Linked DNA regions of Zea mays: region 2 is linked to region 1. The links are chromatin contacts, called in public Hi-C maps. All regions are on one chromosome and are shown on one strand. The core of a region is the stretch at or near the end of the contact, and the rest is flanking DNA. Distances in the headings are between cores, read along the strand shown. Region 1 holds the start of LOC100283709 (growth inhibition and differentiation-related protein 88). Region 2 holds the start of LOC541911 (fructose-6-phosphate-2-kinase/fructose-2,6-bisphosphatase).

What was found. A called contact is a pair of places that touch in the nucleus more often than the background predicts.
Region 2: a Hi-C map of leaf shows a contact between it and region 1, with 3 times the contacts expected there. The contact joins the promoter of LOC541911 here to the promoter of LOC100283709 in region 1. A contact is called at or near these places in 7 of 25 Hi-C or Micro-C datasets (bundle sheath, ear, leaf and 1 more).

What each region holds. Positions count from the first base shown.
Region 1 is chr6:135,106,959-135,114,167 of Zm-B73-REFERENCE-NAM-5.0, forward strand. LOC100283709 (growth inhibition and differentiation-related protein 88) reads right to left here and starts at 3,114. Exons shown (of 6, transcript NM_001156608.2): 1 at 2,654-3,114; 2 at 2,046-2,152; 3 at 1,674-1,946; 4 at 1,425-1,592; 5 at 918-1,007; 6 at 284-768. The coding sequence starts at 2,919. The coding sequence ends at 581.
Region 2 is chr6:135,262,030-135,269,238 of Zm-B73-REFERENCE-NAM-5.0, forward strand. It overlaps LOC541911 (fructose-6-phosphate-2-kinase/fructose-2,6-bisphosphatase), which reads left to right and starts at 4,024. Exons shown (of 23, transcript NM_001111574.2): 1 at 4,024-4,369; 2 at 4,470-4,533; 3 at 4,835-5,133. The coding sequence starts at 4,121. It also overlaps the pseudogene LOC100384437.

The DNA.
Region 1 (7,209 bases), core at 1,864-4,363:
TAATGCACTAAAAAAATCATCATACTCATTTGATCAAACATAACTTAATATCTTCCATGCTGAGTTTCTCTGTTCTTATGTACCATTTGACAGTATTCAATTGTAGCACTAAAAAACACAACCTATTATGCCTAGGACTAGGGGTGGTAATGGATCCAAATGTTTCTTCCCCATTTTGTTTGAGCCCTTAACTACTTTTAAATTTTAATTCAAAAAAATTGAAGTAAAGACCGATCTAAATATGATCCAATTCTTTAATTTTATGGTGTAAAATTTAGAACTCATCACCAACCCTACCTAGGACTAATCACAGATTGCGCAGACAAGGTGCTAGGTGGTAAGGTCGCAAAATATAGTGCTGCGCGTGCTTTGCTTTTCAGTTCAGAAAAATCTCATCCTAATCCCTTGCTGCCCGTACAACATGCTTGGCGTACACGTCGCCACTACGATACACATCGCGTCAGATTTCTCTGTATCAAAATCAACATTTGACCATGCAAAGAGTACAAGCATCTAAAACACCAATGTAACAAACTCGCAGACATGATGTGGGCGACCAGCAATCATAGTATGTTCTCCATCAATCTGAACCCCAAGCCTCATCACGCATTGCTTGTCTAGCGGCAATTCTGTCCTTCCTCTCTCCCTCCTGTTTCTTCAACTCATCAGACCCAAAGTTTGTGAACTGTTTCAATCCCATCCCATGAGCAATTAGCCTTTGAGCCGTTCTTGCAGATGTCTTTGGTCTTGGCTTGGGCGGATCTAGGTCTGCAGCGAGACACAAGAACAACTTAGAACATAATGTGCAGCAAATTCGAACAAGATCAAACAATTATAATGTTATGATCCACGAAGCATGCCAAAAGACAAACAGAATGAGCAAGAGAAAGGAATCATCACAAGACACAAGGTGTTACCTCTACCATCTATTTTTGTCAATAGATCATCATCCGGCTTCAGTGACCGTACTTTGTATCTTGGAGGTATGCAAGCTTGAGCCTCATTAGCTGCAAGTCAATTTGAAAGAATAAGGGGATCATAATACATGGAACCAAAGCTACAACAACAACAACAGTGGATGGCTTCACAGTTAATATCATCTCCATCAAGTTCTAGCCTAACAGAATGGAATACCAGCAAAATAATATAGTTGAACGTACCATGGAACACAGCAAAATACAATATTCCACAAGCTCACAGAATATGAGTAGACAAAGCGACATGTAAACAAACTGACAGAACTTATTCAGGTTTTAGGGGCGGAGTTATGGCGAGGCCACCTATCATTTTAACCGACAAGTTTATTTTCTCAGATAATTATACTTGTCTAATCCGTCATATCAGATAACTGATGTCAGAAGATCATGTCCTACAATGGTACCATACACAAGCATAGTTCCAAATGGCTGCAAGAACCAAATTACCAGCTGATGGAGTCCGAAAAACAGCAAGTGCAGAAGTATCATTAATCCAGCGAATGGCAACCCCGTGATCCCCAAACTTCTCAAAAATCCTTTCCAGATCTGTTGTGCGTGTACTTGGCGGAAAGTCATAAAAAACAAGGACATGCCTTGTCCCAAACTGTGTAGCAGCTACAAAACCGAGTGAAGTCCTGCATTTAAAATTCAGCATGAACAGTACAATCACGCATATAAAAATGGAATATTGGATACCTGTAACAGCATTATTCTCTGGCTCATTCACATGATCCTTTGATCCAACCTGAGGTTTAGACTGTTTGTTATCCAACTCTCTTTCCGAACCACACTGGTCACTGTACAAAACACTCTTATTGTAAAGAAATGAGCCCCTCCCCCTCCTTTTGGGCCCTGAAGATGGGGTGCTACTTTTTTCGGGGGAGCTGCAAGAAGATACTCTAGCTCCTTGCTCAAGAGAGCGCACTAGTGTGTCATCAAGGGCACCACTATCTGCAATAGCCTCCCAATCTGCAAGTATCAGAGGAGGAATGCACGATCTCAATTTCCTGTGAGCTGTGTCCACAAGTTCAATAGCACAAGCAAGCTATAAAAAGTTAAAAACAATACCATCCTCCTCATCTTCATTGCTTTTATTAGTATTAGCTGAGACTTCTGAGTCTTTTGAACCCGTTGCACACTCTTGTGATGGACATTTCTCTGACAGCTCCTGATCCCTTGAGAGCGTCATTTGGCACAAAACAAACATATAAGTAACTAATTAAGAACTAAGGAAAAGGCACCCAAGCAGGAGATTGTACATGAAGCCAATTACAATGGTTAATGAGGAAGTCGAAGTAGTACATAACTAGCTAGTGCCCCTGGTATTACTGTTTTAGATATATCAATTTTGCCACTGAATCTGTTGTTAGAAGTAGCAGCCATGAAGGCAAGCTACAATCTGAGCAACGCAGGGAAACTGTGTAACTACAGAGTACAGAGTCAAGTGGCAATTGCTAAAAATTAGGAGTAATCCAGGACTTAGGTGACCAATCATGCATCGAATTTCACATTATAATCTATATATTCCTATTTCTATGTATGAACAACCCAACGAAGGTAACTCTAATAATAGCCCAATAGAGCAATAACTAAGCAGTTGAAACATGAGGCCTGAGCGAAGGGCTTCCAACAACGAACTACAAGAGCAACAAGGACGACGAGGGGGGGAAACAAACCCTAGGGTCCCAGTCCCAGGGACCGTGGCGCGGGACCGAAGGGCGATGGCGCGGGCGCGGAGCTCGTCGGCTCGGAGGGTGTCTCCCCGGGAGGCGTGCAGGCCCGCGAGGTCGCCGAGCGCCGTGGCGAGGCGAAGGTCAGTGGCAGGGGGAGCAGCGGAGGTTGACAAATCGGAGACGACGGACTCAAGGAGGGCGATGGCGCCGTCGACGTCGCCGGCGTCGACCAGGTCGTCCACCTCTTCCGTCCAACGCGGCCCGTCCATGGCTGGTGCGGTTTGAGGGTCGCCGGAGCTGAGTCGGTCTTAGTCGGTAGTCGGACTAGGCTGAAGAAAGAATAAAGTGTATTTCGGTTGCAAGTCTATAAAATTTTAAAGTATGTCTGTAAAAGTTTTAATTGCTATCTGGGTCTCTCTTAGTTCAAACAAACGATTTATAGTTCGACTCTATTGACTAGAACTGGCACATCGACTCGCATGTCATCCTATATATCTCTTTTCTCCGTTATCTCACGTCCCCGCCGCCACCGTCTCTAAAGATGAAAACGGATTGGTAAAATTCTGTCCTAATTTGTACCGTTTTCTATATTTGATCTTACCATTTTTATGTTTAAAGAAAAATATATAAACATTATAAAAATGAAAGAGGGTTTATTCCATCCGTTATGGTATCCCGGCTTTTATTCAGATTAAACTCGTATTTATTCCGTATTTAATAAATATATGACGAGCCTAATATGCATTTATACTTTTAGGTGACAAATTATAGCACAAGTGACCGAACATTGTAACTATTGACTCTTTTCAATAAAAAGTGGTCTAAAGTCTTAAACAACATCAGTGTAGCTAAATATATACTATTAGCAAACAAACAACAATAGAATGTTGCCTCTGTATATTTATTTGTTTTGTGTTATTATCATACCATCAGCCACTAGTCAACCAATCAATACCATTTCTGTTTGTATTAAATTACGAGTTTCCGTTAGTATTTTTGTTTCCGTTTGTTTGCGCAATTCAGTTTATCTCGCTTCTGTTTTTGTTCGTGACTATTTTAGATCTGATTCTGTTTCTGATGATAAAATGCCTCGGTCCGTTTCTATCTGTTTTCATCTCTGTCAGTCTTGCGCTCTAGCTCCAGCTTATTCTCCTCCTCGAAGCTCCTAGACACCCTGACTCCAGCTTGTTCTCCTCCTTGGGGCTCCTGTCAGCGGCGGACTGACGTTATGGCGAGTGAGGGCACATGCCCCTACTCAAATTTCTGATTACAGTGGACTTCATATTTTAATTACTGTAGCTTTAAAAGGTTATTTGTTAGTAAGCCTCTATTTAGATTCCCACTCAATAGTTGATCCTCCACTTGGATTTTGGGCTAGGTCCACTCAGCAGCACCTGCATGTGAGTGCGTCATGCCCATACACGCGTCAGGTTCCGGACATGCCATGCATCTATGTGATGTCTCGCTAGGTAGCAAGAGGATAGCTCACATCCGAGCCTAGTCTTCCTCCGTTGCTGCTCAGCCATGGTGGTGTCGCTGGACCTCGCCGAGCATGGCACGCGCCCGGCCATGGTGGTGCACGACCATCTTCTGCAATCATGTGAAAGCAGACATTATTTTCCTTGCACTTATTTGCTCTGTTTTTTCTATTGCTATTTGCTGTTTTTTCTATTGCTATTTGCTCTGTTTTTATTATGTTGACCAATGGTCATGCAAATGATTCGGGTTATTCACCCAATTCACGATCAGACTTTCTACTTAATTGAGGAGCATAGGAGAAAGCTCAAGGAAGATTACGGTTAGTAACCTAGAGAGGATAAGCTGGAGGTTGGCATGTTATATTTTCAGTTATATGGTTTCTGTTTATGATGCGCTATCTGACATGACGGCTGACCTGGTCTCTTGTCTTCAGATTAAGAAGATTGCTCTTCATGCTCTGAACCATGTAATCTCCAGAAAGGCTCTGGCAATCGTGTAGGTGATTGATCGTTTCATTGATGACTGGGAAGATAGAAGGCACGGTGGTTGTACTGACCCAGCTTGGACGTGGTTATTTTGGTAGCAGGTTGTAGTCTAGACTCTAGATTCTAGAATAGACCAGAGATTTCCTCACCCCTGGACGCCATTACAGCGTCAGGCTTTTGTTCATATGTGGTGATTAGCGGCTGACACCATTTTGGAAGAACCATTCTAGATGCTCGTTGTACAAAGACTCTTCATATCTGGTGATTGCTGGGCTAGTCTACCTTCCAGCTCGCCGTGCTCATGCGCTGGCTACCAATCTGGCTTGTCGACAGACTCATCACTCATGGACCCATGGTGCTACTCGCCTGGCTCGTCCTCAGCCTCCATCGCCCCGTCTCTGGTTACTCGAGCTCAAGGAGACACACGGACGGACCCCAGCGCGCTCGCGCGCATTCACGCCGGCAACATCACCATCGTCCCTATCGTCCCAGCAAGCGTGGCCAGGTTGAGCTCGTTGACGGCCGCGCACTCCACTTCAACGCCGTCACCCTCGCTAGATATGGCCAAACGGGCCACTCGGCCCAGTCCGGCCCGGTCTCAGTGAAGTTCGGTCCGTTTTGGGCCCGGCCTGTCAGATACGGTTAGAAAACCGGGTTCGGGCCGTCTAAGTCCGCGGACTTGATTTTCTGTCCGAGCCCGGCCCGCAGCGAGCCTAAACGGGTCGGATCGGCCCGTTTAGCACGAAAAAGCGGGCTAAGCGGGCCGGTAAGCACATTTTAGTGTAAAAAAGCGGGCTTAACGGGCTTAGGGGTAAACGGGCCGTGTCGGACTAACCCACCGTACCTAGTTTCCTGTCCGAGCCCGTCCCGCTTATTCGTGTCGGGTCGGCCCGGGCCCGTATAGAACCGGGTCGTGCCGGGCTCGGTCCGGGCCCAAACAGCAGGCTTCGTGTCAGGCTCGCGGGCCTCGTGCTTATTGTCCACTTATAACCCTCGCCACCAGATACCGCAGCAAACGTGCCTAGTGGCTCCAGATAAATTCGAGTAAAATATCTTCTATCGAGTCTGTTTCCAAGTGTTTTGGACCTAAGAGAGAACCAAACAGTGATTAGGACCTTAATAGATACACTTTAAAAGTTTATGGTTCGGGTTGACACACCCAGACAAGTTAAAGGACCAGAAATGCACTTTACTCGTGGAAAAAACTTCCAAAGATTCTAACATTTTCCCCACTGGGAAAGAAAAGAATTCGTAAATGCTGTCATCGCTGGCTGACGTGGTGTGACATGTTGGCAAGCTAGCTTGGAAGAGGGGTGGACGCAGTTCGATACTTCAAGCTAGAGGACCTACTCTGCATGTTCATGTTCATGTGCTGATGTGCATAAGCAACTTCAGTACATCGTACAACGTGACCCCAGTGGATGAGTCAAACACTGACATGAGGGCTTCTCGAAGCACATACGTCGGCTCAAGCAGGTTTGTACTTTAAACTTCTCTAAAATATTATTTCAGCTTTATCTTGTCGGCAATTTCAGTATCTATTTTGACTGCACAAAGTTTTAAGTGCCGGTTAATGAGTACAAGGACACAATTTTGAACAATGCTCAATATAGTTCCTTCGTAGATGTTGTAATGAGTGAGTCCGAAGATCCTGAAGACAACAATCTCTAGCACAAATGTTGCATGATGAAGAGAGACCATGAAAATGAAAAGGTTAGAAAAAGTTGGTGTGTATGTTAGAGCACCATAACACTTTGTTTTACCCAAATTGTAAATAAGGCCACAAAAAGTTACATAGCACATTGGAATTATTGCAGTGAAAGGCAACAAATAGTATCACTAACAAGGGTTTTAATTAGATATTAAGACTAATAACGGAGTTTCATCCAGAGGGAAACAAATAACCAACATCAACATACGAAGCCAAAGAGATTGTTTGCCATGTTGGTTTGGAAGTACAAAAGATACATGCATGCCCTAATGACTGTATATTGTATCGTGGTGACGAGAACAAGAAATTGGAAGTTTGGCTGATTTGCAAGGCATCGTGATATAAGATACGGTGTGACAACCCTTTTGATGTTCAAGGTGAACCTTCTAGGAGAAAAATATCTGCTAAAGTCATGTGGTACTTCCCTATAATACCATGTTTGAAGTGTTTTTCTCGTAACAAAGAGCACACCAAAATGATGATGTGGCACAAATAAGAGCGTAAGGTGGATCCAATGTAGAGACACCCAGCTGATGGTTCACAATGACGTAAAGTTGATAGAGCGTTCCCAAAGTTTGTAGAGAATGCGAGAAGATTTGGTTTAAGCACTGATGGCAAGAACCTTTCAGTGAGCAAAGCAACAGTCATAGCACTTGGCATGTGACTCTATGTATGTACAACCTGCCTCCCTGACTATGTTTAAAGCAAAAGTCCATTATGATGATGTCGCTTATTCAAGGCTCAAAGCAACCTGGTAACGACATCAATGTGTACTTAAAACCATTGGTGGATGAACTTCTACAGTTTTGGTTCGAAGGTGTATGTCTGTGGGATGAGTGCAACAGGAGGATTTTTACCTACGTTCTTTGTTATTCGTAACCATT
Region 2 (7,209 bases), core at 2,774-5,273, 160 kb after region 1:
TCATTCATAAATAAAATCTGTATTCTTATTCTGTTCATGGACACCATTTATTTCAGGAAGAACTTATGAAAGTTGAGGAACAATCAGTGGAGCTGGAGATGGATTAGAAGGAGAGATGCTGTTGAAACAACAGTCATTTCTTGATCTCAATGTGAGAAATACCTCTGTCCTATAAGTTTTGATTCCTTGATCTCAATGTGAGAAATACCTTCGATCCAACCACATGTAACTTCCATTTTCAACAAATATAGCATTCCATCCACCTTGCCATCCACCTGGGAATCCATGGTCTAACCCAGGGTCGCGGATGAGCTCACCGAGCAGCAGGCCTGGCAGCTCAACTTCGACCTCGATTCGGCCTACAGTGCCTTCTTGGCTGCGCTGCCCGCTGCTGGTCTGTAACCAGGCAAGGATCTACCAGCTTGATTTTTATTTGGTTGGTTTGGTCTATTATGCTTTTGACACTGGAGCACTACTCTCCACTACTGTAATACTATAGATATCTGTAATTTCGGTACTGCTATTTGTTGTCAATAAGAAAGTTTTGTTTTCCTTTGTATACAGTAAATATGTTTATTGCATGGTATACATTCACATTACAATGCTTACAAATGGCCTGTTTATTTGGGTACATTTATTCTATTCTCTGTGGAACATATGAAGTGATAACTGTATAATATATTGTTCTCTCCCATTATATGTCATTATCTTTCTACTTGATGGAGCCATGAATGATCTATTTTCTTCTTTGGGTTACAAACAATATAAATGAAGAAGAATGGCATAGTTGACAACTTGGGGTGTTCTTTGAGTGGTTGAAGCTCATTTGATTTGGGAATTAGCTGTTCATAAATAGTGGGCACATTATGCTCACTACCTTGTACTTCACTTGCATTAATCATGTGCAACAGCTACCACCTTATCTATTATTCAATTGTATTGATCTTGTTGATAATAAACAGAAAAAATAATTCAAATTACTATTATTTCAGTTCCTGACACAACTTCATAATAGCAAAATCTTGTGTTTGAGTTTTTTACTGCAGATCAGTAACGCTCTGCTCTAGATGTGCATTTTTTATTGTGTTATTTTGTCTGCTATGACAAAAGTGTGGAGTTTATATTGACCTGATTCTTGGCAATGAGTTCTGCAATATTTGTATGTTATATGCATTACCGCATGATTTATGCATGATGCCATGTATGGTAGGAATGTAGGATGTTTGCATATGGCCTGTTCATTTGGATATATTTCTTACCGTTGGGTTATATAAATCAGTAAGTGGAAAATATATAGTTGTTTCCTGTAGGCCTCATGATCTTTCTATTTGTAAGAATGATGCAATTGGTGTTGTTGATACGTGCTATTGGTTTTGTCGATTCCTTTTTGTTCTCTAGATCAGTTGTAATGAAAATAGAGAACCTATACCTGCAGTGCACTCAATTATAGTATGGTTTGTCATCTTTGAATGTTCTTTGCAATAGCTGACCTGCCTGCTTTTATTAGAAAAATCATATTCAATGTCTGCTATTGGGATTGTTAACCCTTGCAGTTTGCAAGTCCAGTATGTTCCAACATTGATACCCACCCTAACATATGCCCCCTTTTACTGATTATATGTTGTGAGCTACTGGTAGTTAGCCAACTTATTTTATTTTAGGATGTTATGGAACCACTAGGAACTGTTCCAATGATTTTTTGGTAGACCTGCATGTAAGAATATGAAGTAGGCATTGTTGCCTATTAGTTTACTTTGAATCTTTATGTTTAATATTATTTGGACAATGACTATTATGCAAATAGTCATTAGGTGCAAACATATTTGCATGACTCTTGGTCCGTTATCTCTACTACACCATATGTATGAAACGAGGGCGTCCACCCGGCGTCACCATGCCCTCGCCCCCGCCAGTCCGCCGCCATTGCGCGGCGCCACCAACTGCGCCCGAGCCCCCGCCTCCACACATGTCCCCACGCGCGGCGCAGCGGAGCCACCCTTCCCCAGGCCGGCTTCAACGCTGATGGAGCCATCCTCGCCCCGAATCCTCGCCGCAGTCGACGCCGCGCCTCCCATCTACGCCCGCCTCCACACTCGTCCCCACACGCGACGCAGGCCGAGCCATCAGCGCCCTTCCCCAGGCCGCCTTCAACGCCGTCACCACGCGCGGTGCAGGCCGAGAGCCATCCTCGCCCCAAATACTCGCAGCAGTTGACGACCACCTCCCATCTACGCCCGCCTCCACACCTGTCCCCACGCGTTGGCTTTCATCACCGACCCACTCCTTGAGTAAGCGTGTGAGGCACCCTGGTCCATGGGCGGATTTCGGCGTGAAGCGCCTCCGCCTGCACGGCCACATCGAGGGCTCAATCGACGACGCCAGGGCCAAGCCTAAGGTGGAAGATCTGGTGGTGCCAACTAGCAGCCATGGCGCCATCGTACGCCAGCGTCATGTTCCGCGCTCAGCCACTCTAGGAAGACGGCCGCTCCACGCACGCCCTCCGCCTTTGCGCCTTCTTCTCTCTAACCCAGGGCTGGTGCCCTCCCCATCCACCTTGCCATCCACCTGTTCGAAAGGGAATGGGTCTGGGCTGGTGGCGGCAGCAGATACTTCCTCGGCGTCGGCACAAAAAGGCATATTTGAGAACTATTGTGATCCTGGCATCTTGGTAATGAATTACTGACACTATATTTCTGACAGGTTGACTCTTCAGGTCAATCTAGGAGTGTATGTAGCAGATGGAAAATATGACCTATCGTTTTTGCATTAAATTGTTCCAAGTTTCAAGTAGGCATTTTAGTTTCTTTTACTTATTTTTATACTACTGAATTTGATGCAAAAAGTCTCCCCCTCTTTAGATCTACTTCCCTTGTACTTGAATTCCTTTTATCTTTCCAATATTTGTTTCCACGATCATCAGACTTTTTCTTCTCTTGCACGCCATTAATGGCAGCAGCGATCTCTTTTCTCGACGCTCTCGCTTCTCTCTGCTGTATAAAATGCAAGATCACAGTCTTCTTCCCCCACCTCAACCGAGCCATATCCCCTGCTCGCTTCTCCTTTTTGCATCACCTGTTACTTGTTGCCAGCTCGACGTACGCCCTCCGTTCGTGACGCCGAAAGTCTCGCCGAGCTCGCTGTTCATGTGCACCCTCTGTTCGCGACGCTGGAAAGCCGTTGCCATCGTCCAAGTTCGTCATCATCACTAACTGTTGCGTGGTCGAGCCATGTGCGCATGACGTCTGAAGCTGTGCCAAGTGTCGCTTCTCCTTCGTACGCTGCTTCGCGTCAAGTTCGCTCGCGTCATGATCTTCTCCCTTGTCGTCACGACGCCGTGGTCGAAGCCCCGACGTGCTCCTCTGCCCTGCTAATGTTCCAAGGTACAAATTTTACATATCAGGCCCTGTTTGGGAACAAAGTTTTTGAAAACCACAGTTTTTGAAATACTATAGTATACTTTAGTCATGACAATACCGCAGTTTACAATACCGCAGTTTTGAAAACTGAGGTCCAGAGCTAAGTTTAGAATGCCTTAAAACAACTATAGTATTTGCAATACTTCAGTTTTGAAAACAGAGAGTTTAGCTAGCTTGCCAAACACCATTCTGTATATAATACTGCAGTATTTGAGAATACTGCAGTATTCTTCCAAAACTGTGAAAAAACTTCACTCCCAAACACCCCCTCATACTGATGTTTGTCGTTCCGTTTCTATGTTTCATATAAATTTTTTTACTACCGTCGCAACGCACGGGCACATATCTAGTAATGTAGAAAATTTACAAGGAAAACAGAGCAGGAAGCCGGGCCAGGAAAGGCTGGGGTCAGGACGCCGCGCAGACGCGGCGGATCCGCCGCCGCAGCAGTTCGATCGCCGGCGTTGGCAGGTGGGACACCTTCCCTTATCCCCTCCGGCGGGCCCCGCACGCTCCGCCCCTTGCGGACTCCGAGGCCTGCGGCTCCACTCCCATCGCTCTCCCGGTTGCATTCGCCCCAATCCAAACGACAAACGCCAACGGTTCCCTCCATTAAAAGACCTTCCCCTCCATCACCACCCCCCGATTCCACTCCCACGTGCTGCTCCACTTGCGCCGCCACGTTATACCTCTGGGCTGTAGCCATGGGGACGTCGGGGTCCAAGGGCATCGACGGCGTCGGCGCAGTTTCTGGCGTCGGCGCTGGCGCGGCGGGCCTTGGCGGCGTCGGCGCCGGCGGGGACGGGGGCGAGGGCGCCGCCGCGGAGGCGTGGCATGGCGGGGCGCAGCTGTACGTGTCGCTCAAGATGGAGAACGCGTTGATCAGCGGCGACCTCGTCCCGCACGTGTATGGCTCCGAGCCCATCATCGGCACCTGGGACCCCTCCCGCGCCGTACGCACGACTGCAACCCATCAGATGCTTGTGCTCTTTGCTCCGCTTCTGGAGCTCGCGCCGCGGAAATGATCCCGCTGCTGCTGTTTGGATTTTGCAGCTCGCCATGGAAAGGGAGCTCGCGTCCATGTGGGTGCTCAGCTTCGTCGTGCCGCCGGACCATGGTACGCTGCCTCGGTGCCGCCTCCTTGCTGTCCTGTTCTGCTACTCAGTTAACTATGGCTTCAAATTGGTTGTTAGCGTTTGTTTGCTAGTAGTTGTAGCTGTTTTTTATCCTTTTGTTTGACCCTTAACGATCTTCCTGTACTTTTTATTAACTTTGTCCTGTGTTTTGTTAAATAGTTGTTCTCTGCTACCTTTTCCCCCTGTTATCTCTTTGAGCCACCGCAAAATTGAAATGTCAAACTCTCATGAAAGGGGTATGCGGATTGTTCTGATTGTATCAATCTGTGGATTTGGCTGTAGAAACACTGGACTTCAAGTTCTTGCTGAAGCCCAAAGACGCTGAAACCCCGTGCATCATCGAGGAAGGACCCACACGGCTCCTCACCGGAGGCATGCTAGAGGGTGATGTGAGGGTTGCACTGTTCAAGCTCAATGGAGATGATGAGGTGCTCGAGTTTGGGGTGGTCAACAAGGCGGACCTTGTATCACCGCTTGAACTTGCTGCAAGCTGGAGGGTGTACAAGGAGAACTTTCAGCCTTCCAAAGTTCGGGGGATCCCTGATATCAGTATCAATGTCACACCCACTAATGGAGCTGAGGTAATTGCATTTGTGCTTGATATTGTATGTTTCCCCGTGGTGATGCATATGGTTGCAAAGTTCTGTGCGAATGACCGCGACCGTGCCAAACCGATGCATATGGTTGCAAAGTTCTGTGAGAACGATCGCTACCCGTGTCGGGCCCTTGACATGTGTTTTGGGATGGTATAGACGAGGAGATTTTTTAACCTCAGTCTGAAATTCGCTCCAAGGTACGGTTGGCGATGGGCTCGCCTAGGTCGCGGAAAGAGTCCACCATGCCCTGCATCTAGCGACAGTACTTCCCCATGGTGAGGTCCCCCTGAGAGAACAGGTGGAATTGGGCGTCGAGGTGGAGCACCCAAGCGTCCCGGTTCTCGAGGAACTGGTCCTCGAGAGCGAGCCACGCTTGGCGTGCGGTGTCCGCCTGGTCACGGACGATGTCCTATTGCTCGACGGTGATGGTGTCGTTGAGCCACGAGAGGACCACGATGTCCATCTGGACCCACAAAGGTGACAACGGGGCGTCGAGGACGTGATCGGCGAGCGTGAACCGCCGGAGCGTAAGGATCACCTAAGCTCGCCACGAGGGTAGTGGTAGGACGCCGGGTCGAGCACAACGGACATGGGGGATTGAATGTTGTGGACCCCAGCGGCCTGAGCGTGGAGGGCGGCGATGGTGGCGGCGTCGAGGTCGGAGGCGTGGAGAGCCTTAGGGGCCACCGGTGGGGGGGGGGGGGGGGGGTAGGGCTGCGATCGAGGAGGAGGCGCTGTGCCGCAACCATTTGAGTGGTCAGGAGGCGCGCTCGCGCTCAAGGGTGAGAGTCGCGGCATGCTCGCGTTCCTGGGAGGCATCGACGACCGCCTGGATGGTGGCGATCGCCTCGACCAACACGGATGAAGCGAGCGGGGGAACCGACGATGTCGGTCCATGTGGAGGCGGTGAGGGCGGGGAATCTTAACAGGGAGCGTCGGGTGTGCAACAGGGCAGCCGGGGACGCGCTGGGAAGGGGCCCAAGGCCGGTGATGTAGGGCCCCCCGCCCATGGCGAGGTCGCTGTGAGTAGAGGGGAAGAGGCCATGGCCGACGGAGAACCACCCGGCGGCGGCGGCCTCTGCGCTCAGGCCCGCGGCGTTGGTGCCCAGGCCTGCGGTGGTGGCTGCCCCTTGGGCCGCGCCGGTGAGAACTCCAGTGAGGGAGAGATCGGCCATGGAGGAGGTGGGGCTGGGGGCACCACGGCTGGAGGTCCCGTGGCTAGGGCAGTGGCTGGGGACTCCGCGGCTGGAGGTGAACCGGTGGCCAGGGGTGGCGGTTGGAGCGCTATTACAGTGGACGACGGCTGGAGCGCCGCCGCAGGTGAAGATCGGCGGCTGACAGGGCGGCGGCTGTGCAGGGGAAGTCTGACGGCCGACAGGGGAGGGGCCGACAGCTGCTTGGGTTGGGGAGGAAGTGAAGAAAAACTAACCTAGCTCTATACCTGAAGGAAGGAGAGAATGCATATAATGTTTGGGATGTTTATTGCTTGAGCCCTCGGGCTGTTTATATAAGAGTATATGGCTTGAAGGGCAAGGTGCCTCTCCTAGAGACAAGGAAGGCTATCATGGGATTGCAATCAATCCTAAACTATCCATATCCGGTGTTGCCTAATATACTCTAACATCCCCCTGCAGTCACAGCGAGAGCGGTGCAGACGATGAGACTGTAGAAGAAGCAGTCGAGCTGACATCCCCTCGCAGTCATAACAGTCGATGCGACGCAGATGCTGTGGCTGGAGTGGAAGCCGTTGAGGTTGCCCAAGCAAGGCGGTAGTCCTTTGTGCCAATGTCGAGGTAGCCAAGGACGAGGACGTGGATCCGTTGTCGAAGTGTCATGGCGTAGGGTAGCCGTGGTCGAGGAAGCTGTTGAGGACGTCGTAAAAGACAAGCCGCACAACTCTCGGGCGTTGGTGCGACATGCGGGAAGGCCCGCAACGCACCAGAGGACGCCGTGGTGACAGTCGCGCTGAGAAGCAGCCGTAGACGAAGGCGCGATGCATCGAGGCAGATGAGGGTGTCGATGCCGGGGCGATGTGTCAAGCAGCCATGGACGATGCGTGCT